Regions from separate parts of the Mus musculus genome. Here all the other regions are linked to region 1. Evidence: chromatin contacts called from public Hi-C, HiChIP or PLAC-seq and Micro-C data. All regions are on one chromosome and are shown on one strand. The core of a region is the stretch at or near the end of the contact, and the rest is flanking DNA. Distances in the headings are between cores, read along the strand shown. Region 1 overlaps Lpp (LIM domain containing preferred translocation partner in lipoma). Region 2 overlaps Lpp (LIM domain containing preferred translocation partner in lipoma). Region 3 overlaps Lpp (LIM domain containing preferred translocation partner in lipoma). Region 4 has its middle 23 kb from the start of Tprg. Region 5 overlaps Lpp (LIM domain containing preferred translocation partner in lipoma). Region 6 overlaps Lpp (LIM domain containing preferred translocation partner in lipoma).

Region 1 (4,402 bases), core at 1,021-3,520:
TGTGTGCTCTTCCTCTCTCAGAAGCAGAAATGGAATGGTCATTTCCAGGACATGTTTGTGAGCTTGTTGTCATCCTGCAGTGCTTTTTGACGCACTGAGGGTTTAGGAACAGAGAAAAGAGCCATTTCCTCATGAGTCAGGAGAAATGGGGTACCAGGCATAAGCAACACTCTAAGGACCACTCACTTCCTTGTGTGAGCAACATTCAACCCCCAGAGAAACTAATAAACTACAATATTCTCAAGGTAAGACCTAGATTATTGCCCCCAAAGTTGCCCAAGAGTGGTTTTATAACCTTAATATGTAGGGATCAAGCATAGGTTAGATAATAGTGCTATCATGAGAAGAAATGTTACACTACTATTAAAATCCAGATTTTGAAAGGACACATCTAATAACATATTGGAAAATATCTTTAGGAGTAAAATACATTATATACAAATCTATAAACATGTCTAATATATGAGAATATATATTATATAATATATAAACAAATATATTTTGTATATGTGAATATATGACTGCAATTTCATTTTAAAAATCAGAAAGATAGGGCTGGAGAGGAAGTCAGTGGTCAGAGCACTTGCTACTCTTCCAGAGGACATTAATTTAGTTCCTAACACCCATGTTACGTGGATCATTGCCACCTCCAACTCCAAGGAACTTAACATCCTCTTCTGGCCTCCAAGGGCACCCATCCAAATGTGGCACACACACACACACACACACACACACACACACACACACTCATACACACACTGACACAAATCTTTTTGAAAACGGAAAGGGATGAGTTGGTTATTTATATTTAAATGTTTATGATTCAAAGTACATGTGAGATTACACGTGACTTGAAATGCAGTCCAGAATTGAATGTCTGTAAAAATATGAAAATCACAATGGAAACCACTGGAAACACTATGTTGTAGTGTCAGGATCACCCAGAGAGCTTTAGAGAAAACTGTCCTAACAGGCTTGACATAGTGCCTGTGCGTCAGCTCTGAAAATGGCCAAATCTAGACGTGAGCATCATCGTGCTGGCCAGGAGGATGGAAATGGCCTGGAACTCAGAGCATGTTCAAGAAGCTCAGAACTAAAGTCTAGCAGCGTGGGAAACAATATTGGTGCAGTGGAAATATTAGTAAGAGCTACACAGAAAGAAGGCTGGAGAGAAGGGTCAGGGGTTAAAAGCACACTAGAGGACTCAGGTTCAAATCCCAGCATCCACATGGAGGCTCACAACTGTCTGTAACTCCAGTCCTGTGAATCTAACCCCCTCTTCTAGACTCTATGTCCACAAAGCACTCAGGTGGTGTATAGACACATGCACAGACACAACACTCATGCACATAGACAATTTTTCCCCAAGAGCTTCATGGAAGGTAATGCAATCACTCTACTTGTCTCGTAACTACTCCTGAATGCATCACAACCTGTAAAGACACTGCATTCACTTTTTGATTGTTTTTAAACAGAAACTTAGATTTTTCTTAAAAATTTATAGAGAAGTGTTGTATTTTAATTCTCTGAAACATTTAGAGTGAGTTCAGCTTAGTGGTCTAGGTTCACTCCACGGAAAGTTAAACTTACCAATAATAATGATGATGATGATAGTAATAATAGTAATAGTAGCAGTAGTAGCAATAATAGTGATGACAATGATGATAAACCTTCAAGAATACTGAAAATAAAAACTAGTCTTCAACTCAATGGTAGCACACACGCAGCACACATGGATCCAGTCCTGAAGTCAGGACTTTCTGATAGGACAATTCCAGGAAATTGAGCTGGGGATCTGCTAAGGTGGGTGGGCACATTAGTGAGGAAAAGCAAATGTGAACAATAGTGTAATAGTTCACACTGGGAGTGTGAGCACACCGGCTCCTCCTCTTACTAGCCAGCACACAGCCTTGCCCAAACAAGACAGAAAGATACGCACTCTTTGTTTTTGCAGTCATAACTTTTAAAGTACAATTTGTAAATATCTGACCTAAAATAATAACAACATGGACTTTTCTGTGTCTCCTCTGGCCTTTTATCTGTTGAATTCACACCCACTACACATGAACATTCAAATTTACATTCCAGTCACCACCATAATGAATTTCTAAAGGGAAATTTTTTGACCTTTAACACATAGGCAATGATTCACTGCTGACAGGGCTTAATGTGATGGATTTAGAAATCTGATTACCACACTTCCTTGGGAGACTCAGCTCAAAACAAAACTAACCCTGTTGCACAACAGTAAAAATGAGCTCCGAGTCTTGTGGATTTGCATGTGTAGCTGAAATCACAATGCGCAACCTTCTGAGACCTCTCATCTACTGCGACTAGAACAAGATCTTCCTTTTCTGATAAAATGCCAGTTTGATCTGCTTACTGTTTAGCAGCTGCAGACAGACTTTTATTCAGGCTGCAGTAGCACACTCAAAGCTTTCCGATCAACTGGAGAGTTTGCTCTCAAAATGCTCAGCTGCTTGGTCTCTACCTGGCTCTTCCATTCGTCCTCTGCCCTCTTGCCCCTGGGATTATGACTACGCATGTGTCAATCTTCCTGCCTTCACATCTTCATCTAGGGTTCTTATCCTTGTCCCCTCTTTCCCACTAACATCATGTGCCACAGACCTTCCCATCCTCCCTGAGGAAGTGTCGCCAATTACCCAGTTCGAATAAATGCCTTCCTCGTGCAATCTCTATGTCCACTTAAATGCTTTCAAAATCGGCTTTTATTTATTTTACAACTTTTTTTAAAAAAAAGTTTCCTTCTGACAGATTTCCAGAGAGCCAGATGTTGCACACAATAGGCTTTCAGGTATCTTTTTAAAAGTGGGATTCTACGAAAGTGGTTCTTTAGAGACAGAGATGAAAACCCTCGTAGGTTTTATAAACACACACACACACACACACACACACACACACACACACACACACACACACAGAAATTCATTAGAGATAAGGAAAAATTAACATCAGTCAAATTTGCATTAGAATCAGAACAGTCTCATGGCAAGTTATTTTTCTTGTCTTTCAGAAGTCAACTGAACTGAACACAGACTTGGCCCTTTTGGTTGGGAAGAATGCTGACACACAATATTGTTCACAAGGAGTTGGGTGCTTCAAGGACAATGACATTTGTGCATGGAAACGCCTACCTTCCACTTGCCCGGAGGCCGATTGTAAACATGTTAAACAGTTTGCCCAAGGCACTCTATTCCAGACTGCCTGTCATATAAACAACATTAACAGTTTTGCTGAAGAGAATAACTAAGTGATTCTCACCTTACTTTCTACTTTTTCCAGGACTCCAGAGTAATATCTGTCCAGCTAGCATGAACTATGAAACCCTAGCAATTGCTGGGAGGCTCGAGGGAGGAAATAGCTAAAGGGAGAAAAGCAGTCACTGAAACTGCTACAGACACAAGTGAAGATGTCTTGACTGCCAAAAGAGACTCCCTAGGCTTCCCACATTATTATTCATAAGAAGAAGGAAGCTGCCAGGCCGGCAGTGAGCACACCTTAAATCTCAGCATCGAGAGGCAGCGGCAGAGGCAGAGGCAGGCAGATTTCCGCGAGTTTGAAGCCAGCCTGGTCTACAAAATGAATGAGTTCCAGGATACCCAGAGTTACACAAAGAAACTCTGTCTTGACAAAAAGCAAAAACCCAAACCAAACAAACAAAGAAAAGAAAGAAAAGAGAGGAATTAAAGAACATTAGTTGAAAGTTAGGAAATTTGATACTCAGCAGGGTAAGCAATGAATTAAATCACTCTGTTTGCTGGGTTTTCATCTGTGTATGTTTGCTCAATACAGAACAGCCTACTGTAGAAAACGGCTTCAAAAAGCCCGAACTGGAACTGTTAAATAGAGGTCCGAAGGTGACTCCTGCACAGCCTTCCTTTAAAGTGAGTCTGGACACTGTCTTATACTATAATATGGTCCTTCGCTTCAGATTAGGTTTTGGAATTTTAGCTCTAAGATAAACACATGATCTGGTTTTCCATTTTTGTTCTGTACACACAGAAACACTGTAGTCTTTTCAGACTCGAGCAAAACGTCTCACTTACCACAGCCCACAGGAATCCCAACAGGGCTGGGTGCTGTTTTGGGGTTGGGAGTGGCAGTAGCAGCAGAAGTACTTGTAAAATGGAAGAAGGTGTGAGATGCTTCAGGAAAAGGATGCACTCCCAGAGGCAGGAAGAACGGGATACTTGGCATCTTGATTAAGACGGCTGCAGAAGAGGATCCGGCATGATGTACTCACTTGAACACATCTATCCTACAGAGCTAAGTGCTTTAACAGCCCTTCAGGAGTCTGGAGCTGGATTCTGCATTCAAAGCTATGCGCCGGCTCGATTCAGGTCTTGCTCTGAAAGGTTATCTGTCAGGTGATTACTAACAG
Region 2 (4,402 bases), core at 700-3,199, 440 kb after region 1:
AGCACCGATAGCCTTGGGAGCCAGGGCCTAGAGGATGACTGCAAATTCAAGGCCAGCCTGGTCTACAGGATAAGTTCCAGGCCAACCAGAGCCACAGATTTACACTACATAAACTATCAGGTCCTTTCCAGGTCTTGATTTGTGGTTTACTTCAGAATATCTGCACAGAGCCCAAAGCTTGGCACTAAACAAAAATTAAGAGAATGATTAGTTCGTCATTGCCCTAAATAAGTGAAGGCAGGCACGCACGAATGAGCAGTCAGCAACCAGAACTCCTTACCACTATTGTCCATCAGCGGGGCAGGCATAATTCAGCTGAGAAGAGAAACAGACTGACACATAGCCCTGCTAATCACAGAACCAGTCACCAAACATCACAGCATTCAAGACTAATGAAATAGCATCCCCTACCATCCTCTGGTCTGCATAGAGCTGTGTATGGGCACACCAGAGTGTGGGCCCTCATGCTGCTTTATCAGGAAAGCTAAACCTTAAACAAAAATAAAGGTACCAGCCTAAAACCACAAACACTCTCCATCCTGCCACCTTCTCACCAAATGCCCAACAGCTCTCTTTGAGCCTCACTGTGGTCATTAGTAAAATGAAGGTAACACTCACAAGCCTGCCACCCTTATGGACAAGGTATAGAGAGCTGGTGAATTACTGAATGTGGAAGGGGTTAGTCCACTGTAAAGCGCTTATAAGCCTACGTCATCTATCATACTCCCCAAAGGATTAGTCATGGTCAATAAATTATTACTGTTTATATGACTGGTCTTTCCTGTGGTTTCCTCATAATAGCACCACGCATTTGTAACCATTAAAATTTATGCTTTTACTGAAGCAGAAGATGCACTGGTCTCGGTGTCCCTACGTCTACCTCTGAGCTATTTGTAGAGACTGCTAGAGAATCCCAGAAATCGTGCTTGCTCTTTACCCTTCGGTTCTGGCCCTGAGAAGAAGTCAACATGCACAGTGTTCAGTGCCTTCATTCTTTTATACTGTACAGCACAAAGTGCTCACACTCAGGTCATCTTTAAGATGGTGCCACCCAGACAAGCAAACGGTTGCCCTCGACGAGCACCATGGGTTGGAACTAGGTGATAAAGGGGAGTCAGACGCTACACGGAAGAATCTGATCTCGATATTACAGTGAACACCTAAGGCAAAAGTGTGGCTTTGTCTGGGCTCTGTTTGGTGTTAAAGAACACAATGGCAATTTGATGCAAATCGATCCACTTGGTACTGCTGAACAAGAAGGAACAACATGAAACACAAAGAAACTGATCTGTAGGCTTTGGGGCTAGAAGAGACTTTCAAGGACCAATCGTATTTGCCAGACAGAGAAATGAGGATCTGGAGAATGAAGCATGACTCAAGAGTGAGCTCTGACATGGCTTCCCCAGAACACAGACCTCTTGTCTCCCGATCTCTCCAAAGCAACCCCTCTGTTATACAGCTTCATCTCTGCCCTCCCCTTTCTCCCAGGACCAGGGGGCTGCTCTATAGCCAGCCTAAACTGTAACAGGGAAATGTAGTTCCTGCAGGGTCCTTAACAAGGGAAAGGGGGACTCCTAATGCCCTATGGCTTTCTCAGAGCAGTAACTTTCTACAGTTACTTGGGATAGACAAGCTGCCATTGCGATATAATAACCACAAGGCTGGAAATCTGTCAAGAATTTCCTTTATCTTCTGTCAGAGAAAGTTCCTTTATCTTATGTTAGAAATACACCTTGCGAATGGGGAGAGGTCAGCGTTGACTACAACCATCTACCAAAAGGGTAAGTCACAGATGCCCGTAACAAGACTACAGCACTTAGGGATAACAGATTGCAGAACCCATAAAGACAGAAAGCATTCAAAGCCTTTCATTGCCTCACACGCAGATGACCACACTCCATTCTTCTCTCAGTCTTATTTAACATCTGTGACAGCCCAGTGACTCATCCAGTCCCTGCCTGGAAAACTCTCTCATGCCCAGTTCCATCTTGTAGAGTGCAGGGAAGCAGTGGGACCTCCCTCCTGCTGGCCCCACTTCTCCCATAAAGCAGGCTGAATGGATAAGAGCAGCAATGACTGGGCAAGGCCATGGAAAGGCTGCATTGAATTAGTGTAAAACTGTGGTGTAAACCTGCGCCATGTACTAGATGCCTCCCTACACACACTGATTGTCCAGAGATAAGAGAATGGGGAAAGGAGGTGGACCAAGGTGGAAGAAAGGCATAATGTGCCTAGGATCGAGAAAAGCTCTGCCAAGCACAGGGAACAGTCTGCCAAACATACTTAAGGAAGTCACAATGGAAATGCAAAGCCAGTATTTATTCTGTCTTTTTAGTTCAAGTCACAGAAAGTATCTGGAAGAATTAGAAAATGCTTTGTTTGGGGAATTCCACAGGAAATGAAATTATCTCAGACAAAATTAGAAGGAAAGCAAACAGATACGTTAGATGTCTTGGAGATCACAGCATCCAGCCACTTCACGGCTGAAAAAGGCACGCCAGGAAGAAAGTGCGTTTCACAGTTGAATGGCAGTCGAACTGGGCAGAAAACCTATGTCTGCTGGCTGTAAGAATGATTTCTTAGTTCCCATCCCATGCTAGCATTGATTTGAACACTAACTGAATTAAGCCGACTCATGTCTGAAGAGCAAAGGGAAAATAAACTTTTCCCTGTGGCAGATGCCTGGAACACTGGCTTCTTTCTCAGAACTTCACAGTTCATGTCCTACATAACGTGGAAATCAAGGAGCAAGCGCCCTGTTTCTTCAGTAGTGCACGTACATTTCTTAGCAATGCATTGCATGTCTGGCATCCTCGTCGGCTCCCTCTCCTGCTCCTCTTATTACCATATTAGGCACTGAGTTCCAATGTCTGGGTCACAGGACTCAGGCTGTGAGTGTGAGTGCAATCTGCTCTCTGAGCTGTTTGTCTTTACTGGAAGCCCACTGAGTCCATCTAGGAAACATTCACAGAAATGCAGAGGGCAGGGAGAAGTGATTCACACCCTGAACTTAGAAAGGGGAGAAACGGTGCTTTGGTTTGGTTTTGATTTGTTTTCTTATGCTCACTTAAAGGGACGAGAACCAGATTGGAAGAGAGGGCGGCAAGGTTAGCAAATCTCAGAGGCTTCTGTTCTCCACCGTGGAAACACGGGCCATGGATGAAGCTGTGTGAGGAGAGATTCCTGAGGCCTTGTGAGAAAACTCAAACAAACAAACAAACAAAAACAACAACAACAACAAAACCCAAAAAACAAACAAACAAACAAACAAAAACAAGACAAAAGTCTTGTGAAGTAAGTTTCTTTAAAACAAAGAATGCGATTTTGTGTTCCCCCCACGTGAAGGCATGGGAATGAGTTTACTGCAGCTGTTTTAGTCACGTGCCTCTATGGGAAAACATTTCTTGTCGTGTCCTTTTCATTGTGCATTTAACTCTGGCGACTCTTCTTAACCCTCAGCGTATAAACTGTCCAGTGCTCTAAATAAAGTTGGCTATTACATGAGACTTTAATCAGCTTCCCTTTTAGGTCCCACTCTCCCAGGTTCAAGCTGCCAACGGGAGCAATAAAACCTTCACAATTGTATGTATCTGTCTATGGATGTGTGTCCAAGAGCACAGCCACGCTTGTGTGTTTGGAAGTGAGAGCTGTTGTAAACTTAAGTGCTAGGGGGGAAAAAGTTCATTCCAAAGAAAGCAAGGCACAACTGCGTAGACAACCAGAGCCTGTGCTGAGCCTTTGTCTTCCTGCATGGCACAGGCACTTCTTCCACTGGTATCGACTTTCAATTTTTGGAAACTGCATTTCAGAAGTAAAAAAGGTATTTGAAATATCGCTGAAATTTTTATTCCATTTAAAACATTTTAGTTACCTACACATCCCAAAATCATATCAAACTTAGAAAGGTTTGACTAGGAAGACTAATTATTCTAGTGAAAAAGGGAAAAGAGGTCTTAGAAGTAGAAATCCCTTGCCCACTAGTACACAACTCAATAGGGTGGAAGCTTACTAATATTAATGTAAATGTATAAAATCTTGCGTTTTTAAAAAGAACCCGATGGAATGAAGAGAAAGGAAAAAGCGCTCTTTAAACTCTGAGCTCTGAACTCCATGTAAGACTCATACAGAATGTGGTCACCCACAAGACACCTTTCCTGGTTTTGGTATTCTATTCTTTATCTTTCTAGTAAGGACTGAGAACAGGCAAGGGTCACATTCTATACGGGAAAATCCCCCAGAGATGATTCTAATTAGAATCTGAGAACCTTCAGCTCTGTGAAGTTGAACAGTGAACAAGGTAATATCTGCCATATAATTAGTTATTCTGTAAAACAGACATAATCATTCCCATTTTATAGAGTAGTTTAAAAGATTAAACAGGCTTTTAATGAAGTATCTAACA
Region 3 (4,402 bases), core at 1,313-3,812, 420 kb after region 1:
AGAGGGGTGAGAGAGCAGCAGGTCTGGTCGGGATGCAGAGCCTCCTTGCTTCCCCTGTTCCTGCTCTAGCTTCCTCTCCAGCTGGGACCACACCCTCCCCATGACCTTTGCGGCCTTCTCCTCCTTCTCACGCCCTCAGAGTGTCTTTCTCATTCAGACACATTAAGCACTATGTAACTCAGTGTGAATTCAAAATCAGGACATTTTCAGAATTACCTAAGAAGAATTTCGAAATGCTAATATTGTAGTCTACACCCAAACGATGTAGAAACAGAGAATGGATCAACCACTGGCTAACATTTTGAGAATCGAATAGGCACTCCTGGGTTTTCTATAAGCAATTTATGATTCGCCATGTAAACCATCATTTTACTCAGTTTCTAATGGGAGAAGCCCCTCTGCTTCCCTCAAGCTTCCAAACATGGACTCTCTTAAATACTCTCACCCACTGTACCAAGGAAAGAGTGCCTCCTCTCCTTGGATTTCTTACCCCATGACAGACTCTAAGAAGATACTTGGGAGGGAGACCCAGATTTGATACTGAAGACTTACGTCCCACCTTTGGCACAGAGGAGTGTTTATTTCTGCTTGGGGGTTAATCCTTGCACCACAGACCTTGACATCGTTACATAACATTTGTTTGCTCAAGTCTCAGCAATCTAAGTGTGTCCTTCGTTTGAGGTTGCATCAATAGATTTGCCAGCCTAAATTACAGAGCAAATGACATCAGTCTCTGCTCAGATAAACCACCCCAGTTTCCTCACTTCTAAACTGGCCCTGTCCTCCTGTTCCAGACTGCTGTTGTTTTTTTGTTTTTCTCCTAAAGAACTGTATTGACATTGGAGAGTGAGGAGGGCAAGAAGCCAAGCAATATCAGAGCATCTCCTACCCTCTGCCTTTCCCTTTCTATTGGGATCCCTCTGTTCTCCACAGGAAGGGAAGGGGCATGAGTTACTTGATTGTGTAGAAGGGCAAATGCAAGGCAGTCCCTTACTCCAAACCTTGAGACTCATCTGACTACTTGGAGTGCATACTCCCTTATCTTCCAGGCTGCAGGATGGACAGATGTAGCCCCTTAATGTGGAGGGAATGCCTGGGAGAACGTCAAATGGTTGCCATGTTGGCAAGCCCACTGAGCTGAAAGACTTAAAGACCTCTCTACAGTGCCTCTCTGCCTGGCATCTGCATCAGCTTTAACTGGTTTACAGTAAGTACAAAAGAACAGAGAAAGAACAGCAAATGGAACTTGAATGAGGATTGGTGGCCAACTGTTGGTGAGATGCAGGACTCTCAGTATGTCTCCTGCTCTAACACACACTGAATGATCACTGCCTCATACCTCCATGCTTCCACTGTTGCTCTTGCTCCTGGATAGCCTGGCATGGCCTTCCCACATCCTTTCCTGTCCCCATCCCAACCCCTCACCTTCTCACGTGCAGCCAGTTTCTGGAATTTGTTCTTTAAATGCTCCCTGCAAATCACCTCTTCCAAGTTTCTGTCCTCTGTCACTCTGAGGTCACACAGACATTCTAAATCTAATGTAAGTCCAATGTCGACAGGACTGAGACCTCCTGAATTATCAATGACTAAGTCCATTCATTTCCAAATCATCCTTTCCAGCCCTCTTCCATTCAGCCAAGTTAACAAACATTTACTGAGATCTTATGTGCCAGGTCTCTTATATTTTGTGCTGGCTAATTTCATGCCAACCTGACACACAAATGAAGTATCTGAAAGAGGGAAATTTCAATGGAGAAGATGCCTCCATAAGGTCCAGCTGTAAGACTCTTCTTAATCAGTGACTGATCCGGAGGACCCAGCCCGATGTGGATGGTGCCATCCCTGGACTGGCAGTCCTGGGTTCTACGAGCTAGGCAAGCAGGGTAAGCAATCTAGTATGTGGCACCCATCTATGGCCTCTTCATTAGCTCCTGCCTCCAGGTCCCTACCCTGTTTGATTTCCTGTCCTGACTTCCTTCAGTGATGAAGGAAGGAAGGAAGGAAGGAAGGAAGGAAGGAAGTGTAAATCAAATAAATCCTTCCCTTTCCCAACTTGCTTTGTGGTCATGATCTTTGACGGCAGCAGCAGGAACCCTAAGACACATTGACCATCATCTTTCCCACGAAGAAGATATAATCCTCAGTCTCAAGCCCACACAGGGCTGTACCCACAAAGGTACACCATTCCAAGATCATCATACTGTCTGGGGTGTAGCCATGAGAACTCATCTACTGAAGCAGAGCAGCAGATGCAGATGGAAGTGAGCCACTAGGACGCTAATTCAGACCATGTGCTTTTAGGTTTGGAGGAGGAAAAGAATTGCCACTGAAGGAGTGGGAGCAGTCACAAGAAGAAGGCAAAAAGAAAGTCCTAACGGGCACTGCTCCACGGAAAGCCTAACTGGTCGATGTGAACAAGACTCCCATCCCCAAACTTGCTTTGAAAACAGAGGTCTGGATAACTGTGGTTTTGTCACTAGATGAATAACAAGCCCTGAGGGTTGCTAGAATTTCAAGACCCAGACCAGATCCACTCAAATATAGCTGGAAGCTTTCTAGTAACTCTAACGGTGCATGGGCAATGAGCTGCACAGAGAAGTGAGTCACTTACTGGAATCTGTGCTGCCTACATTACTCAGCTGATATTAATACACCCACTTGTTCATTAAAGTTTAATTGGAGTTCATGTGAATTGGTTTCACTGGATACTTAATCAAAGAGGACTGTTAGTGTACAAAGGGCACACTTGCAAAGGTGGAAAGGCAAGTCCTCTCTTGCCTCCAAGCACGTCCACAAGGATGAGGCAAGGACCGATGAGGAAGAGGAGCAGCCGCTGTCTAGACTCACCCCAAAGCAAGAAAGAGTAAATCAAACATTCTGTGTAAAGGACCAGGAAGGAGCATTCTCCAACTCCAAAGCATGACCAGAATCCACCCAGGATACAAATGCTAACACACTTAAACCGGAATGTGCTCCTTCTAAACCCTTCTGGATTCAGTAACACGGCTGCGGGGCTCCTTTTCACCTCCAGGGCACCTGTCTTCCAGCTGTATATCTTTATTTTTAAAATGGGTGGATAAGAAAATTAACCATCATTCAACATAATCACACACTTCTCTTGTGCTGACAAGCAAACCATGAACACAATCCCAAACGCCTATTTATACAATCAGGGCTGTCAGTACCCTGTTATTTCTTATCGGATAGCTCATTAATCAACATTTTAGGAAGTATTAGTTTTTAAGGCTCAAAAAACAGACTGTGTGCAAAGTAAAGAAGAAATAGATTTGGGGTTTGGTGGATTTGATTATCTCATCAGCATTTTCTTATTTCTGTTCATCATTGTTAATATGCAAGACAACTTTGCCCCCAAACAAATCAAGGTGAGGTAAAAACTTGGCAATATACCCTATTTTGATTCCCTAAAGGAACTTGGAAAGCTTTTGACTGAAGGGCAGACTAAATTTCTTCATAATGATACTGAGATGTAATTCATATACAAAATAAAGTCAGAGACTTGTACTAACATCACCGTAATCTAACTTAAGGATATTTTCAAGGTTTCCAAAAGTAACCGGTATCATCCAATCTGAAGAAACAGAAGAATGTAAGCCAAAGAGAGGAAAATCCTTCATTGTCCTCTACGCTACCCTTGCCACAAAAGCTTCATTTCTAAACTTGTGTGAAGTGGAAGAAGGGGTGTAGGATATACAGACTCCTGTGAAGGTAGAGAATACGCAGGTATATGACCTTAAAACATACACGCTGATATATATCTGATGCATAAAGCACACTAAAAAGTATCACTAGACTCTGTAGACCTCAACAAAGACCATCGAACTCAGAAATTCAAGGGATCGAGAAAGTCAGCCACACAAACGGAAGCCTATTCCGTTTGCTTCTGCTGCAGCCCTTCAAGAAGAGAACAGTACACTCAGAAGTTGCCGCACGAGAAACTACACAGTACGATGGAAGAAAACCATGATCCATAACGTGCATTCTCTGCTCCAGACTTCCTAGGTGCCTCAGACTCTGAGGGATTCCAAAGCATTTGCCTAAGAGAATATAATTCTTTCCACTTTCAAGCAAGCAGAGTGCTTGGACTTCCAAGCGAGTCCAAGTCAGCAAGAAGTTCAGGAGCATTTCCCATCCCTCTGTCATCTCGGCTGAGGACATGTTGGGCTCTCTAATAAAACCAGCCTGTAATCAGAGCTGGATCCTAGAGTCACTTTGGTTGGTTTGTTCTGTTGTTGCTGTTGTTGTTTGCTTTGCGGTTTTGTTTTGTTTTCTTATGTCTAGAAACATAATCTCTCATATCCAACATTTTTATTTTCATGCAAACCCAAAGTCATTAATATGCTGAAGGAGAACTTCTTCCGCTTAACATTTCTGCCAGCATGAA
Region 4 (4,402 bases), core at 720-3,219, 330 kb before region 1:
CCCAAATGTCATCCATGTTCAAATGGATCCTTATAAGTGACAATCCATTGATTAGACAATTGGTCATGCACTGTGGCTGAGGACATGGGGGAGCACCATGGTTCTCTTGCTCTAGAGTTTGCTGAGGGGAAGCGAGCATGAAATGAAGAGTTCTGCCACTGACTGAAGTGAGTAAGAGTCTCCTGTTCCACTGCCTTGCCTCTAGTCATCAAAAGCAAGCGGCTGTGGTACATTTCCATTTCCTTTAATGAAGGCTAGAACAGCCCAAAAGCATTAGCTATAGAGTGTGATATTCACTTGCTTAATGTTTATTGAACTTGGCAGCAGCCATATAAAAGAAGTCGGGTCTAGGAGCTCTCAGGGAAATAACAATGAGCCTAAGGAAGATTCATTGTGGAAGTAGTTATCCGGCCACAGGGAACACACTGAGCACTGTGGGAAAAGTCACTGAGTGAGTTAGCATCTTTGCGTGAAGGCTTCCAAGGAAAGGTGGGGGCCGGGTGGGAAGGCATGGCAGATAGTGGCCAGATGGTGAGAAGGAGGCAGTTCCGGACACAGCCTTGAAACAGCGAAGTTATGTGGGAGAGTGAGAGCAAACTGACCCTGCCGTGCAGATAGAGTGGGCAAAGCGTGAGTAAAGACAAGGAACAAGAGGGCGAATCACAGGAAATACTGCTTGGTGGGTGGGAATCTGCGGTTGGCACCAGAAATGGCATTGGGGAATGGAATCGTCTTTGCCCATCAGGAGGCCACTCACGCTTGGTCAATTATTGGTCTGAAATTTCTCACCGAAGGCAATGCCATGCAGCCAGCCGCACTCTGTCACAAATCGGGGTCCTGCAGCCATATAGCGGAAAGTTCTTGAGTACAAAGTGAAGTTTGAGTATAAAGTGTGGTTCGTAGACCGAATGCCGCTGTGAGATGTGAGGTGATGCTTCTCATAACTGCATCAGGCAATCTGTGGGTTGGGGATGACAAGTAGGTTGGAGACACCTAATGTGGGTTGATACATGGGGTGGCAGACAAAAGATGCTTAGTAGAGACTAGAGAGATGGCTAATACCAACCTTTCTCTCACAAAATAAAACTAGAAGCTAGGGATGAGGGATCTAGGTCCTGTTTGGAAACTGACCAATAAAATTGGGATGACCATGAAACTAAATGTTTAGAACAGGTCTAGAACAGGGGACTACTATCTCAGACCTGATTTATAAGTAGCCTACTGTAGGCTGGACAGTACAGTGGGCTCTAAAACCACAAAGGTGTTGATCATATTAGGTTAGAACCTCTCCTGCAGCAGGGGTTATTAAATGTGGCTCTATTGAGCCATTTGGCCTGTCAAAAAGTGTTGGCATGCACCAATCATGTGGGACATGGTGTTGAAATGACTTTTGACCTACAAACTCTGTCTTCAGTCATAACCATGATGTTTCTATGTATTTCAAATAATGACTTCCACTGATGAATACTTGGAAAGCTTATGTGCAGACAATGGAGGTCTGCCTTTTATCAGCAAACTCTGACCCCATTATATTCTGGCTTAATGCTCTAGAGCAGACCTGTCTCCTTGGTTAGGCATTTCAAGGATCCTGGGGTCTGATCCTACCTTTGTCTCAGTTCGTTCCTGTCCCTTCTTTCCCATATCCCTTATCAACAAGTCGGGTGCTAACCTAGCAAAGGGGTGTGCTCTGTATGTAGAACAAGCCTCCTCCTTTTTGTCAAAGTGACAAAGTGACAAAGGATGCTTCAAGACTCAACTCAAAGGTATTCTTCCCCATGCTACGTCTTGATAACACCTTGCACATTTTACTTTAAATGCTAGCATGCCAATTAAGTCTACTGGACTGATTGTTCCTCAAGGCCAGAAACCATGTTTATTCATTGTTGCTTTTCTATATAGCGGACCCTTTTCTAAGTGAAGAGGCTAACTCAAGCTGCAGTGCAAACTATGACCACCAGATGGCAGTAGGTGGACATTTTGTCTCTCTCCCAGCATGAGGGAGAAGAAGGGTTTGTAACAAGTGCCTTTCATCTCTGCCCTTGCAGACAAACGTGTCTCTGAAGACAGAAAGAAACCTTTGACTGGCTAGTCGGATTCCCACACCCCCGAATAAGAATAACAGGTGGCCATTGTATTCTCCCTTTCCTGACAACTCTGTCCCTTAGGCTCAACTGTATTCCATGATGCAGGAACATAGATATTTCAGTTTGATCTTCACAAGGACAAGGTGACCGTCTTCTCAGGAACTGGGAGGAATGGTCACCAACACCCACTGATGGTCAGCGTCTGTTGAGGTCCCAGAGCTTCCTGCCCACATCCATCTGTCAGACCCGAGCAACTGACAAATGTCAGACAAATATCCAGTGCTGACATTTTTTTCTAAACGTTGTTATTGTATTTTTGCTTGACATGTAATAGGTATACATATTTTTAGGCACAATAGGCGTTAGATATAAGAATATTTTGAAAAATATAAATAAATAAAAATTAAAAATAAAAAAGAACATTTTGTGTAATAATCAGTATGGTATTTTATCATATCTAAATTACCTCAGCCATTTATAATCTTTTATTGTGAGAACACTTAAATTCTTCTCTTGTGGAAGGTGTTTGGAAATACACAGAGCAATACTCACCATAGTTATACAGTTGTGCTTATAGTGACAGACAGACCGTCTTCCTTTTACCCAGTTAGGCATAGGCCAGACTCTCCCTTCCTTCGCCTCCTCTCTGCACTGTCTGATTACCACTTTCCCAGTCTACACGTATGACATCAGCTTGTTTTGATTTCTCAAACGGGTGAGGTCATCCCTGTGGTATTTGTCTTTCTGGGCCTGTCTTGTTTCCCTTAGCTATGCCCTCCAGACTCATTCACAATACTGCAAAGTTAAGAAGTCAACAAGTCTTAATGACCAAATAATATTCTTCTGGGTATAGATAGACAGAAGTCATAAACGTTCCACTGATGGACCCTACCATTGATAACAATCCCAGGCTTTCGTGAAAATCACCAGCAATTCCCTGCGCATGTGTAATACTGTGAAGCTAGTGTCTTCCCTGAGGACTTGCCAGCTTAGTTGTTGAGCACAGTGAGACAGCCCTAAGCTTGAACTTTGAAGCAGCCTAGAACCAGAATCCCTGACTTCTTTGTGTTTGCTGGTCTCTGAAGTGCCCCAGAAACCAAGGGACTCTGAAGTGATGCCCAAGCCAACCGAACAGCTCTAGAGGCACGCAAAAGTCCTCTCAGCCCTAAAGTAAAAGGGCCAAGAGTTTCCCTTCCTCGTTCCTCTATCACAGCTAGCTTACACTCTTCTCTACCCTCTACTGCCTATTGGCATGGTAACCGGGATGCAGAAAACGGGGGAAGTGTCTATTACTCTCTCCATAATTCTTGACAGTCCAGCTCCACCAGTTGTTCCCTAAGCCTATTCTCCTGGTTATTTTTTTTGGCAGTTTGACATAGCTGGAGTCATCTGAGAAGAGGAAACCTCAGTTGAGAAAGGGCCTCCAACAGACTGATCTGGAGGCAAGTCTGGGAAGCCTTTTCTTCATTGATGGTTGCTGTGGATGGACCCAGCTCACTCTAGGGAACCTTCCTCTAGGCTTGTGGTCCTGGGTGCATAAGAAAACAGGCTCAATGAGCCAGCAGCCCTTATCTATGGCTTCTGCTTCAGTTTCTGCCTGCAGGTTCCTGTGTTGGGATCCTACCTCGAACCCTTTCAATGGACTGTGACTTGGGATACATAAAGCAAACACGCCCTCCTTCCCCACTCCAAGTCGGCCTTTAAAATTTTCAGCAGCAGAAACCAAACTAAGAAAACTATGGGCTTTAAAAAAACCACTATTAGAGAAAACATCATCTTCAAGTATGAAGCCTAATATTTGAGTAAGATTCCACAAAGCCTAACTTCTCTTAAATAAACGCAACCCTTTTAGTTCTAAGAGACTCTAGGTGTCTTCCTTGAAATTAAGTCTCTGAAAAAGTACCCTTCCCCCAAAAAATACACTGTTTCATACATCATAGAATGGGTATGATGCATATGTCAAATAGACCAGGGATCAAAATCTGGCCCAGTCATATCCTGACTCCCTTCCTGTGGTAGGGTTACATTGCCTCTGCCAATCGAAGCTTCCTTATCTATAAAAGCAGCTTAGATGATAAGATAGGCAAGTGTTGAGGAGAGTTCCAGTGTGCCACACACAAAATAAGTGCTAGCAATTATCATTAACATTCAAATCTGCAGAAGTAGAAGCGAGAAGACACAGCTCCCGAGAAGTAAATCTTGATGTTATATTTAGCCAATGCAGAGAAATGTAAAGATCCCAAATCTCTCCATAAATCATACTAGAACCCATTCTTTGGGGGAGATCCACATAGAGGCCTTTCTTCACTAAGACTTAC
Region 5 (4,402 bases), core at 1,221-3,720, 300 kb after region 1:
CTGAGGTACAGAGGAGATGAAGTGACCATCAAAGGGAAGGAAGGCTGTGGAAAGAAGAGAGAGGGACTACATGCGACAGGAGGAACAGCAGTACAAAGAAGTACATGAGCCAATCCTTGCTGAAGATGATGACATATGTGGAAAGAAACATTAAAATAATTGTTACAACAGTTTTTAAAATTGTCCATGGCAAATTGTTAAAAAAAAAAAAACAACCAAAAACCAGAAAAGTATGTGCTTTTGGAAGTCATGAAAGAAGCCCCAGCATCCAGAACTTAAGATACAACACAATTCTGAGTTAAAATGGCACAGGCGAGATAAACTGTATGGACTTTATCTCTCAGAGTTCAAGCCAGCCTTAGCCGAAGTTCAGTATTTGATATAGGTTGAATGGTTTGTAATCTATACTCAATCCGACACACATGTGGCGCTTAGCTTATAAATGTCCCCTTTCGATTTTCTCATCCAAAGCTTAAGGAGGGACCTGGTACATGTTAAACTAATAGGTTCCTTGTGCTCATGCTGACAGTCTAGCTTGTGTATGCCCGAGGTAACTGTGCAATGTTTGTATTTGCCTAAGGAAATGAACTAAAAATACAGACTCTGGTGTTCCATAGACAGCTCATAGGTTCAGACCAATACACTCACACAACTATTGCCAGTGTACTATCATTGATGTACAGCAGTAATCCAGGGTTCTGAACAGTCGAGGGAAAGTGCCAGAAATTACTTTCTAGGATTAAAGAACACGATGAGGAGTTGGGATGTGGAAGAACTAATACTGAACAAGGACCTCTAGCATGGCTGCATATCCTGGTTAACCAATCAGAGCGAAATGTAGATCTGCCCCTCTTGGTAGATGAGCATTATCTAGGCAATGTCTAGTAGACTAATGACTTGCTATTAGTTTAAAAAACAAGATAGGTTAGTAGTTATACTGATACCCACTTACTGAAAGACAGTAAGATGATTTTTATTTGTTTATTTTGTATTTTCTAACTTTCCCTGGGGATAAAAACCCGATTCTTGAAGTAATATACCTTAGATATGAGAAAATGGCATACTTAGAAAGGGGAGGTCACAGAACAAGATAAGATCTCCATGCCATAGGGAATGGACATCAAATATTTGCCAAACTCCATGGACAGTGTTGACCTAGTTCACTGGTTAGAGCTCAACACAAACAGGGAACATCTGCTCAGCTTTCTAGCACAATATCTAACATGATTCCATCGCTTTGAAGCTATCATGGTGTGGCATCAATCACCAATATTAGAACCAAGTTCCTCAGGATTCAAACACAGGCTGAAGACCAATGGCTCTCCAGGAATCTTCTGGACTGTTAACTCTGACTGGCAGTGCTGAGACATTTAGCCTCATGGCCTGAGCATCTCTAGGATTCTAGGCCTATCCAATGTGAGACCTACAAGGTAGAATACAAAGGTTATATCCTTATAATTGACCCCTTTAATTAATATATATGCACAATTGTCTTTCTACATATATGTGTTATTATGTAATTTATGTGTACATGAATATATTTATCTATTTAATCAATTTGTTCTTTTCCTTGAGAGAACCCTGACCAATCCATTACTATTATCCCAACCTACAACCTACAACACTCTTAGCACACATATTCATCAAACAGGCATGCACAGAAGCGAGCACCAGTACCAGACACTATAGTTCCTCTCTTGTCTCTGTGTGGCAATGCTTGTGTTCTACAATCACATGCTTCCATGAGTATTTGATCACCAATGTTCCCGACTACAGTAAAGGGTTCATAAAACCAAAGCCATATTCATTTTGCTTACAACCATGTCCCCATTGTCACACAGTAAATACTAAGACAAAAGTAATTAGATGATTAAAGAAGGATCCTTCAAGACTGTCACCAAAGTGACCTGTCCTGGCCAAGGCATCACTGTCAAAGTAATTGGTTTCTAGCCCCAAGATCTGCTGAAATGTCACAGAATCCTCTGCAATCATGATTTTAGACAGCTATTTGACTAGAAATAGATGCTTTGCCCTCCTCATGAGACATTTCCTCCACATCATTGTGAGACATTGAGTCATCGTTTCTCATATAGAAACAGAAGCCAGAACTAGGAACTACCATTCTCCCCACCGTATCAGCAAGAACTACAATACTGCATGGTACCATGTGTTGGGATGCCAGGGCAAAACAAGACAAGCACACTTCAGCAGGATACATTATCCCTGAAATAACCTACATGTAAAACATCTTGACAGAAATGCTAAAACTGACTAGATAGGCACAAAATGACTAACTATACAGCTTCCGACCACACCCTAAGCCTACGAGTCCCGAAGGATATTGTACAAAGATGCTCAAGCCAGTCATGTATATAAGACCAAAAAGTTAGAAAGACATGCTTAAATCACATTGAGTTTTATCTATGGAAATAAAATCATGAGATACAGAGAGCATATACGATGTCATACTCTGAATTGTTGGGAGCAGTAAACCTCTAGAGAGTCTGCAATGTGCATAGATCATTACAAGGCTGGAGTCATGCAGACAGAAGCCGATTAATATGCCTGTTTAAACTCATTAGGGAGAGGAGAGCAGTGGCTCCTGTTGTGTGGACAGTGAGTGAACTAGGGGCCCTGCTGGGCTTCTTACCAGTCTGTGTTCATTAAGTATTATCTGTGTCTAAACATATCTTGTACATATTTGATCAGTTTGCAAGCTTATATTAATGTTTTCACATTATCCAGATAATATTCATATCCTAGATCTAGCTCAAAGAGTATATTATAAATCCTCACAAAATGTTATGTTCTATCTGTTATCATTAAATAATACATGTATTATTCTATTGAAAGCAAATACAGTCTCTGCTAAATAAGCTGGGTGTACAAAGTGAGGCATGGGCAGGTCCAGGCTGGCAGCGTGTAAATAAGGTGCGTGAGCACAAAAGGTCAAAGCAGCCAAAGAAAATGGCTGCTTGCCTCTGAATCCCAACACAGCCCCTCAAATAGCTTACAGTCTCGTACCTCATTGGGCCTATCTATCAAACAGAAGGTTCTTAGAATTGGTTGTACACATATAAAAGATATAAAAGAGAACTGAAAATGCAGGATATGGCAAATAAACAATTATTATGTTACTTTAAACAGCTCTATGTATTTCTAAAGAGCCCTGCATACAGAAAGGCATTCACAAACACCTTGGAGAAGAAAAGAAACCAAAATAAAGAGTGAGGATGAGGCAACAGAAGATGGTTAAAACCTAACAGAGACCACAGTGCTAAGGGGGTGTATATAAACTCTGCCAGGGGACTGAGCAGAGGGCTCACACACACAAGGAAACAAGGTGAGCCTCTCAGCACTGCAGAGCTGCCTTCAGCCCCATCAGCCCCGCCTACAACACCTGACTGACTCCCTTTCAGGTCTGCCTCCAAGGTAAAAAGAACGAGAAATAATGCTCAAAAGAAGAGAGTGGGTCCATGTTTCCAAACCACATAAATAGAGTCAACTTGCAGCCGGCACTACCATAAGTCCTGGGCCCCCAAAGTAATCTCTTGACACTCACTGTGGTACTCTTAACAGCTTATAAACCCAGCCTTTTCATAATGTTAGGTCTTCTGAGGATTTCCTCAGCCCCAATCTACACTCCTGTGTCATTCAATGTCAAGACCCCTCTCTACGTCAGAGGAAGAAGGTGGAGCCAATTCAACACTGTGCATACAGGAGTGGCAGCATTGCCCTTCATGTTTCCAACCTCTGGACATGGGTGCCCAGAGAGGTCATTTTTGCTTCACATCTTATGTTGTTTCATAAAATCACATGTTTCTCGACTCTGACTTCACGACTGACATGGGAAATGTTTAAAAGACCTGATGATGTGCACATCCTCTGTTCAGCAAAATGATCAGATATGTGAGGGCTGCTTGTTCCATCCAAGCTTAGCTAAGCAAGTGCCGTGGTGGATCCGCTGAGATTCTAAGTTTCCATGCATCACGTATCAGTGTTGAATGACTCGGTGCAACTGGGGCGTTTGCAGTGCTCTCTGGTGAAGGCAGATTCACATTAGGTACAGAGAGCCTATTGGTTGGCTACAGCCACCAAGGGAGAGATGGAAGCTCTTCCTTCCAGCCCTGGAGTCCTCAGCACCTGCTCTCTGGAAGACAAGGATGACAAATGGCCAACAGCAGGTGTTGTGCAGGGAAAGTGGGGCATTTCTAGAAAGCTGGAAAGCAAGCATGGGGCTTGGAAAGAACCTAGAAAAAAAAGCAAAAGCAAACAAACAGACAAACAAAATCACTCCCTGCCTTCTCAGTCTTCTCATTGCTGTTGAAGACAAAGCTATTATCAGCCTAAGAGGTTAGAAACAAGGTAGATGCTGAGACCAGGCCTGCAGAAGGAGAAGCAG
Region 6 (4,402 bases), core at 482-2,981, 280 kb after region 1:
GCTGGTGGGCATCCTAATCGGGTAAGCCCATGAAATGAACTGGTATGAGGAGCCTATGTCTTCATCAGATATTTAGCTGAGCAGTGCCTTGAAACCATCAGAAAGTGCTGTGATGTGACAGACCAAGAAAATAAACCTTTCTCATCCATTGAATGACCTTCTCAGCCTTTTCAACTTATGAACACCTCTGTTCAAAACTGAAGCTAGGAATGTGTGGCTTCTCTAAGTAATGAAGCTTTTCCTCACTCTATCCAGCTCCTGTCTTTTAACTGACTAGGGGAGTTTGCCAGGCTCATCGATCCAGATACTCCTATGTGAATCTCGGTCTTCCCTCTCTCCCTCCCTCTTCTTTGTAACATGGTCTCCATCTTTGGGCTTGAACGTGTGATGTTCCTCCCTCAGTGCCCTGTGTGGACCGTTATGTTTCGTGAATCTCAGTCCAAGAAAGAAGTATATACATCAGTGTTTTCTTGAATCTCTTCTTTCAGACTTAATACCGTGTCTGGTTTCTAGGTCTGGCAGGATACTAGTAGCCTGGAAGACTCTTCTCAACGCCACATAACAGAACACACCAGATTTTGCAAGGTTCACAGAGTGTGGTGGCTCGTGAAATGAAGTTACATGGAGAGGGGACAGGATGTGACATGTGCACAATACCTAAGAATAGTCAGAGACCCACACAAAGACTGAGTGTCACAGAACCCTTAATATGCAGAGCCTGAATTCATGTTCTCCCTATGTGAGAACTCATTGGGGAATGTTCACTCTCAAGGCCATTCATGGCTAGTGCTGGCTGTCTTGTCTTCATTGTCATGAAAATAGCACCAATCCCTCTCCTGAAGAACCTACCTTCACCATGAATAAGGAGATAAGTGACACTGACTAAAGTTCTTTCAGTTGCTATCTGGGCAATCTAAAATGTGGGCGTGTAAACAAACATGGCAAGATATTAGAAAAATTAATATTCTATCCTTCAATCTTCATTTTCTTCACCTAACTAACTAAATTACTAATTGGGACTGTACTTAGAACTCTACCAGACAGTGTTATTTTTAAGAAAACACTAGGGTTAAGATAACTAATGAAAATGTGTCTGAGGTGATAGAGATGGGAATTACCCTGCTTTGCTCTTTCCCTCACACATGTATGGATCAAAAATACACATTCAACATCATCATATGAGGATTTATAAACACCATCCACCAACTGGAAATATCATGTGAAAATAAGCCGGTAAAGAGCTGTATGTGATCCTAGTAGGCAGGTCCCTTTACAAAATATGGCAAATGGTATGAAACCCTCAATTGTACTTATAGGTTTTAATTACGAAATAGTCACATTCAATAATTGAATAATGCTCCTCAGTATAGCACTGCTTACACAGTGACTGCAGTTGCTCCCACACTGGAAAGCCGGAGAGCCACCCAGCTGATGGTGTCTTCTGTTTCTGTCATCTATCATTTACTCAGTGCCCTCTGTGCACCAGTCATTTCTCTAGGCTCTGCCATATAAAGGTACAAACAGGTAAACGCACAAAACAAATGGAAATGTTGCCCCCTGTAAAACCTGCACTGGAGCAGGTAAAAAAGAATGATTAAGAAATAAACAGATAATATGAGTTGAATGTCAAGTAGCAATACATACGAGGAGAAATGGCAGAGGAAGGAAGGGGAATAGCTGGGATGGTAGCAGGGTGTTGCAGCTTTAAAGAACAGGATTGAGAAATACCTCACCAGGGTGGCATTTGGGCAAAAATGTAAATGGAGTAAGGGAGTGAGTCACAGAATATCTGGGGGCAGGAGAGGAAGAACCAGCAGATTACCAAGTAGAGGAGACGAAGGCCAGGCTCCGAAGGGTGCTTGCAGCACGGTGCTTTCTACATGGCTAGATGTTGCCAGAGGTTACCCAGAGCTCATGGCACAACAAACGCTGCTTTCTCTTTTCTCTGTTTATCTTTAATTCTATGCAATAAATATGAACTGTAACTTTGCCATTTTTAAGAATCAGAAGGAAGATACTTTGAAATGAATCGCAGAATCTCCTCAAAGCCAGAGTTTAATTTTAATGCATCCCTATATTTACCCAAGCTAAAATGTAATGTGCGGGCATCTTTCTAAATAACTCAGCTCAAAATGCTCTTTGAGATCCTCGGATTGAAAGCAAGAAGATTTATTATCTTTGAAAAAGATGACGTCTCCCCACTTTTAAATTGGACAGTCTCTCTCCATATTTAGCTAATACTGAACTTCTGGGACTACACTAACTTCATCAGAACTCTTCCTAAACTCACAGATAACCTCTCCACCCAGAGGTAGACCCTGCTGTACCATGGCTGATGGAGCATATCCCACATCTCTATCACATAGCACCGTGCTGTAAAGATTCCAGTTCTCAGGAGAAAACACAGAACAGATTCCACACGATCCACACGGTGAAGAAGAGCATGCTTCTGAGAAGTAGACTAGAGTCGCATGCACTCACAAATGTCCCAGGTGCTTCCTGTCTCACAAAAACAGAGCAACTGCGATCCAAACAGCCACCATGTCCATGAACATTAACAATAAAAGTAAACAGGACAGCAGGTTGAATTGGATGTGTTAGTCTTCTACCAGTTACTGAGACACCCTCAGCCCCAATACTAAAACGTGAACATTCTCAGTGTGAAAAGACGAAATAAAAATTTGAAAGTCGTTATGGATAAAAATCAACCCAACATCAAAAGACAAAAACAATAATGCAACAAGAAAAATCTTAATTTATAACTCAGAAACTGGCAAGTGAATATTACTGTGCTGAATGAATCTTGCCGAACTATCCCACCCATTTGAAGATGACCAGTAGTGGCCATGCCAGGCAGAATCTCTTCAAGGACAGCATGAAGCCTGCACGACAGCGGGTCCTCCACACAGTGCATCCATGGGTAACGAAGAGAGTTGTAGCTCTGTTGATCCTGTATTTGCCATCCTCACCAACAATGACCAGGTACTGAGAACCACAACTGCACAAATTCTGCTCCCAGTTTTACTACCTATCTATTGGTTTTCCCCAACTGGGCCAGGTAGGAGATAGCTGCAGCCCTACATCCTGTTTTTTGAATAATTTATCATGAGCTTATTTTTTACTGCATACTCCCTATAGTGAATGTAGAAATTGTACATACATATTTAATATAAACTCAAGTGAACTGTGAAATAATGTGATTGTCTATAGTCAAGTTTTGCCCATTCTAATTATTAATGTAAGGTATAGCAAAACTTGTACCTAGCAGACTAACATGAGTGGTCCAGGGGTTATGGTCCTGGTGACCAAGCAGCAGAGGACTTCAGTTTTAATGGCCCTGTCGGTTCTGTTTTTACTGCTGCTGTTGCTCTTGTTGCTTAACTTCCTTCTGATTGTTTACAATTTAAATTACCGAGTCTGTCTGCCAAGTATGATGGCAAGTCCGGAACCCTAAATTATTTTCTGTTCTGAGGGTATTTTATCCTCCAGAAGGGTTGCAAACATCTGCATTTGCTCTGGATTTTTCTTCAATAATCAAAGATCTGAGACTAGACTTGCAAAAACACCCATGATCAATGAGTATCCAGAAAGTTCTACTGATCTTCTAGGAATTTCACCGAAACATCAGTGCTCCAGATGTGGAAGCAATCTGACTTCACACTTCATTATTTAATTTTGTATTTTAAACTTTACTGTATGAAAGGGAGTGAATAAAAAGCACCACCAATCACGTTTTACCCAAAGAGCAGACAGGTCAATGAAGTCCTATTCAGTAAAAGCAGCCATTCCAGAAGGACACTGCAAAGCTTTGCACCGGATCTTATAATTTCACTATTTACTCTATTTTTACACACATATTGCCATCAAAAGGAAAACTCGCTGGTAGACTTAGGAGTAGAGGACCACTCCTCTTTCCGCCCTCTTTGTAAGTCCTGTTATTTGCCTGCACACGGTTCTTGCCATCCTCCTCTCTTCAGGTTCTTCATCTCTTTTCTACCTGTCCCTCCATACCCACAGGCATGCTTGTTTACATGTTGTGCTGTCTGGCGGTTTGGGGTTTGTTTTTGTTTATTGTTTGTTTTTGTCAGCTCGACAGAAGCCAGAGTAACCCAGGAAGAGGGAACCACAACTGGTAAAAAGAAAATGTGATAATAAAATTGGCCTATCAGCCTGGCTGTAGAGCTATTTCTTGATGGATTCATGACAGGGAGAGCAGAGCTGAGCCCACTGTGTGAGATGTTGTCCCTGGGAAGGTTGTCCTGAGGTACATGGGGCACATAAGAGAGCAGACTGAGGGAGCTGGAAGGAACAAAGCAGGACATAGCTCCCTGACAGAGCCCGAAAGCAGTTCTGCCTCCAGGTTGATTCTAACCAGCTTCAGTGTTTGCCCTGACTTCCTTCA

Evidence for each region. Hi-C and Micro-C count contacts between places; a contact is called where the count stands out from the background. HiChIP or PLAC-seq counts read pairs in DNA pulled down with a chosen protein or histone mark.
Region 2: a contact with region 1 is called in an HNF4G HiChIP or PLAC-seq map of pancreatic cancer cells. The contact joins two enhancer-like sites. A contact is called at or near these places in 6 of 484 Hi-C or Micro-C datasets (3T3-L1-derived adipocytes, adipose-derived mesenchymal stem cells, brain and 2 more) and 3 of 115 datasets of contacts at active chromatin or transcription factors (CD8 T cells, hepatocytes and pancreatic cancer cells).
Region 3: a contact with region 1 is called in a Micro-C map of granulosa cells, with 2.2 times the contacts expected there. The contact joins two enhancer-like sites. A contact is called at or near these places in 2 of 484 Hi-C or Micro-C datasets (embryonic fibroblasts and granulosa cells) and 2 of 115 datasets of contacts at active chromatin or transcription factors (CD8 T cells and pancreatic cancer cells).
Region 4: a Hi-C map of 3T3-L1-derived adipocytes shows a contact between it and region 1, with 5 times the contacts expected there. The contact joins two enhancer-like sites. A contact is called at or near these places in 3 of 39 promoter capture datasets (the 3T3-L1 cell line, pre-B cells and second pharyngeal arch cranial neural crest), 1 of 15 datasets of contacts at CTCF or cohesin (the NIH/3T3 cell line) and 14 of 484 Hi-C or Micro-C datasets (3T3-L1-derived adipocytes, the C10 cell line, adipose-derived mesenchymal stem cells and 9 more).
Region 5: a Hi-C map of bone marrow-derived macrophages shows a contact between it and region 1, with 28 read pairs. The contact joins two enhancer-like sites. A contact is called at or near these places in 3 of 484 Hi-C or Micro-C datasets (all in bone marrow-derived macrophages) and 3 of 115 datasets of contacts at active chromatin or transcription factors (bone marrow-derived macrophages, microglia and neural progenitor cells).
Region 6: a contact with region 1 is called in a Hi-C map of bone marrow-derived macrophages, with 23 read pairs. The contact joins two enhancer-like sites. A contact is called at or near these places in 1 of 484 Hi-C or Micro-C datasets (bone marrow-derived macrophages) and 1 of 115 datasets of contacts at active chromatin or transcription factors (bone marrow-derived macrophages).

The regions. Positions count from the first base shown.
Region 1 is chr16:24,931,754-24,936,155 of GRCm38.p6, reverse strand. All of the region lies in intron 10 of Lpp (LIM domain containing preferred translocation partner in lipoma), which reads right to left. It overlaps Gm52245 (a long non-coding RNA gene), which reads left to right. Exons shown (of 3, transcript XR_003951917.1): 2 at 22-245; 3 at 3,035-3,541. Among named protein-coding and RNA genes, the nearest start is that of Gm52245, 7.4 kb to the left of the region's middle. Within about 2 kb of position 2,270, at least 74 of the 459 cell types and tissues checked have an H3K27ac peak or open chromatin away from gene starts, as enhancers often do. A contact at or near this core is called in 3T3-L1-derived adipocytes, bone marrow-derived macrophages, brown adipocytes and 5 more, where this site is marked.
Region 2 is chr16:24,493,203-24,497,604 of GRCm38.p6, reverse strand. All of the region lies in intron 3 of Lpp (LIM domain containing preferred translocation partner in lipoma), which reads right to left. Among named protein-coding and RNA genes, the nearest start is that of Gm24440, 89 kb to the right of the region's middle. Within about 2 kb of position 1,949, at least 100 of the 459 cell types and tissues checked have an H3K27ac peak or open chromatin away from gene starts, as enhancers often do. A contact at or near this core is called in muscle stem cells and pancreatic cancer cells, where this site is marked.
Region 3 is chr16:24,513,526-24,517,927 of GRCm38.p6, reverse strand. The region is part of intron 3 of Lpp (LIM domain containing preferred translocation partner in lipoma); the gene reads right to left. Among named protein-coding and RNA genes, the nearest start is that of Gm24440, 110 kb to the right of the region's middle. Within about 2 kb of position 2,562, at least 41 of the 459 cell types and tissues checked have an H3K27ac peak or open chromatin away from gene starts, as enhancers often do. A contact at or near this core is called in granulosa cells, where this site is marked.
Region 4 is chr16:25,261,513-25,265,914 of GRCm38.p6, reverse strand. No RefSeq gene overlaps it. Among named protein-coding and RNA genes, the nearest start is that of Tprg, 23 kb to the left of the region's middle. Within about 2 kb of position 1,969, at least 86 of the 459 cell types and tissues checked have an H3K27ac peak or open chromatin away from gene starts, as enhancers often do. A contact at or near this core is called in 3T3-L1-derived adipocytes, bone marrow-derived macrophages, brown adipocytes and 2 more, where this site is marked.
Region 5 is chr16:24,635,284-24,639,685 of GRCm38.p6, reverse strand. The region is part of intron 5 of Lpp (LIM domain containing preferred translocation partner in lipoma); the gene reads right to left. Among named protein-coding and RNA genes, the nearest start is that of Mir28a, 190 kb to the left of the region's middle. Within about 2 kb of position 2,470, at least 20 of the 459 cell types and tissues checked have an H3K27ac peak or open chromatin away from gene starts, as enhancers often do. A contact at or near this core is called in bone marrow-derived macrophages and microglia, where this site is marked.
Region 6 is chr16:24,654,315-24,658,716 of GRCm38.p6, reverse strand. All of the region lies in intron 5 of Lpp (LIM domain containing preferred translocation partner in lipoma), which reads right to left. Among named protein-coding and RNA genes, the nearest start is that of Mir28a, 170 kb to the left of the region's middle. Within about 2 kb of position 1,731, at least 10 of the 459 cell types and tissues checked have an H3K27ac peak or open chromatin away from gene starts, as enhancers often do. A contact at or near this core is called in bone marrow-derived macrophages, where this site is marked.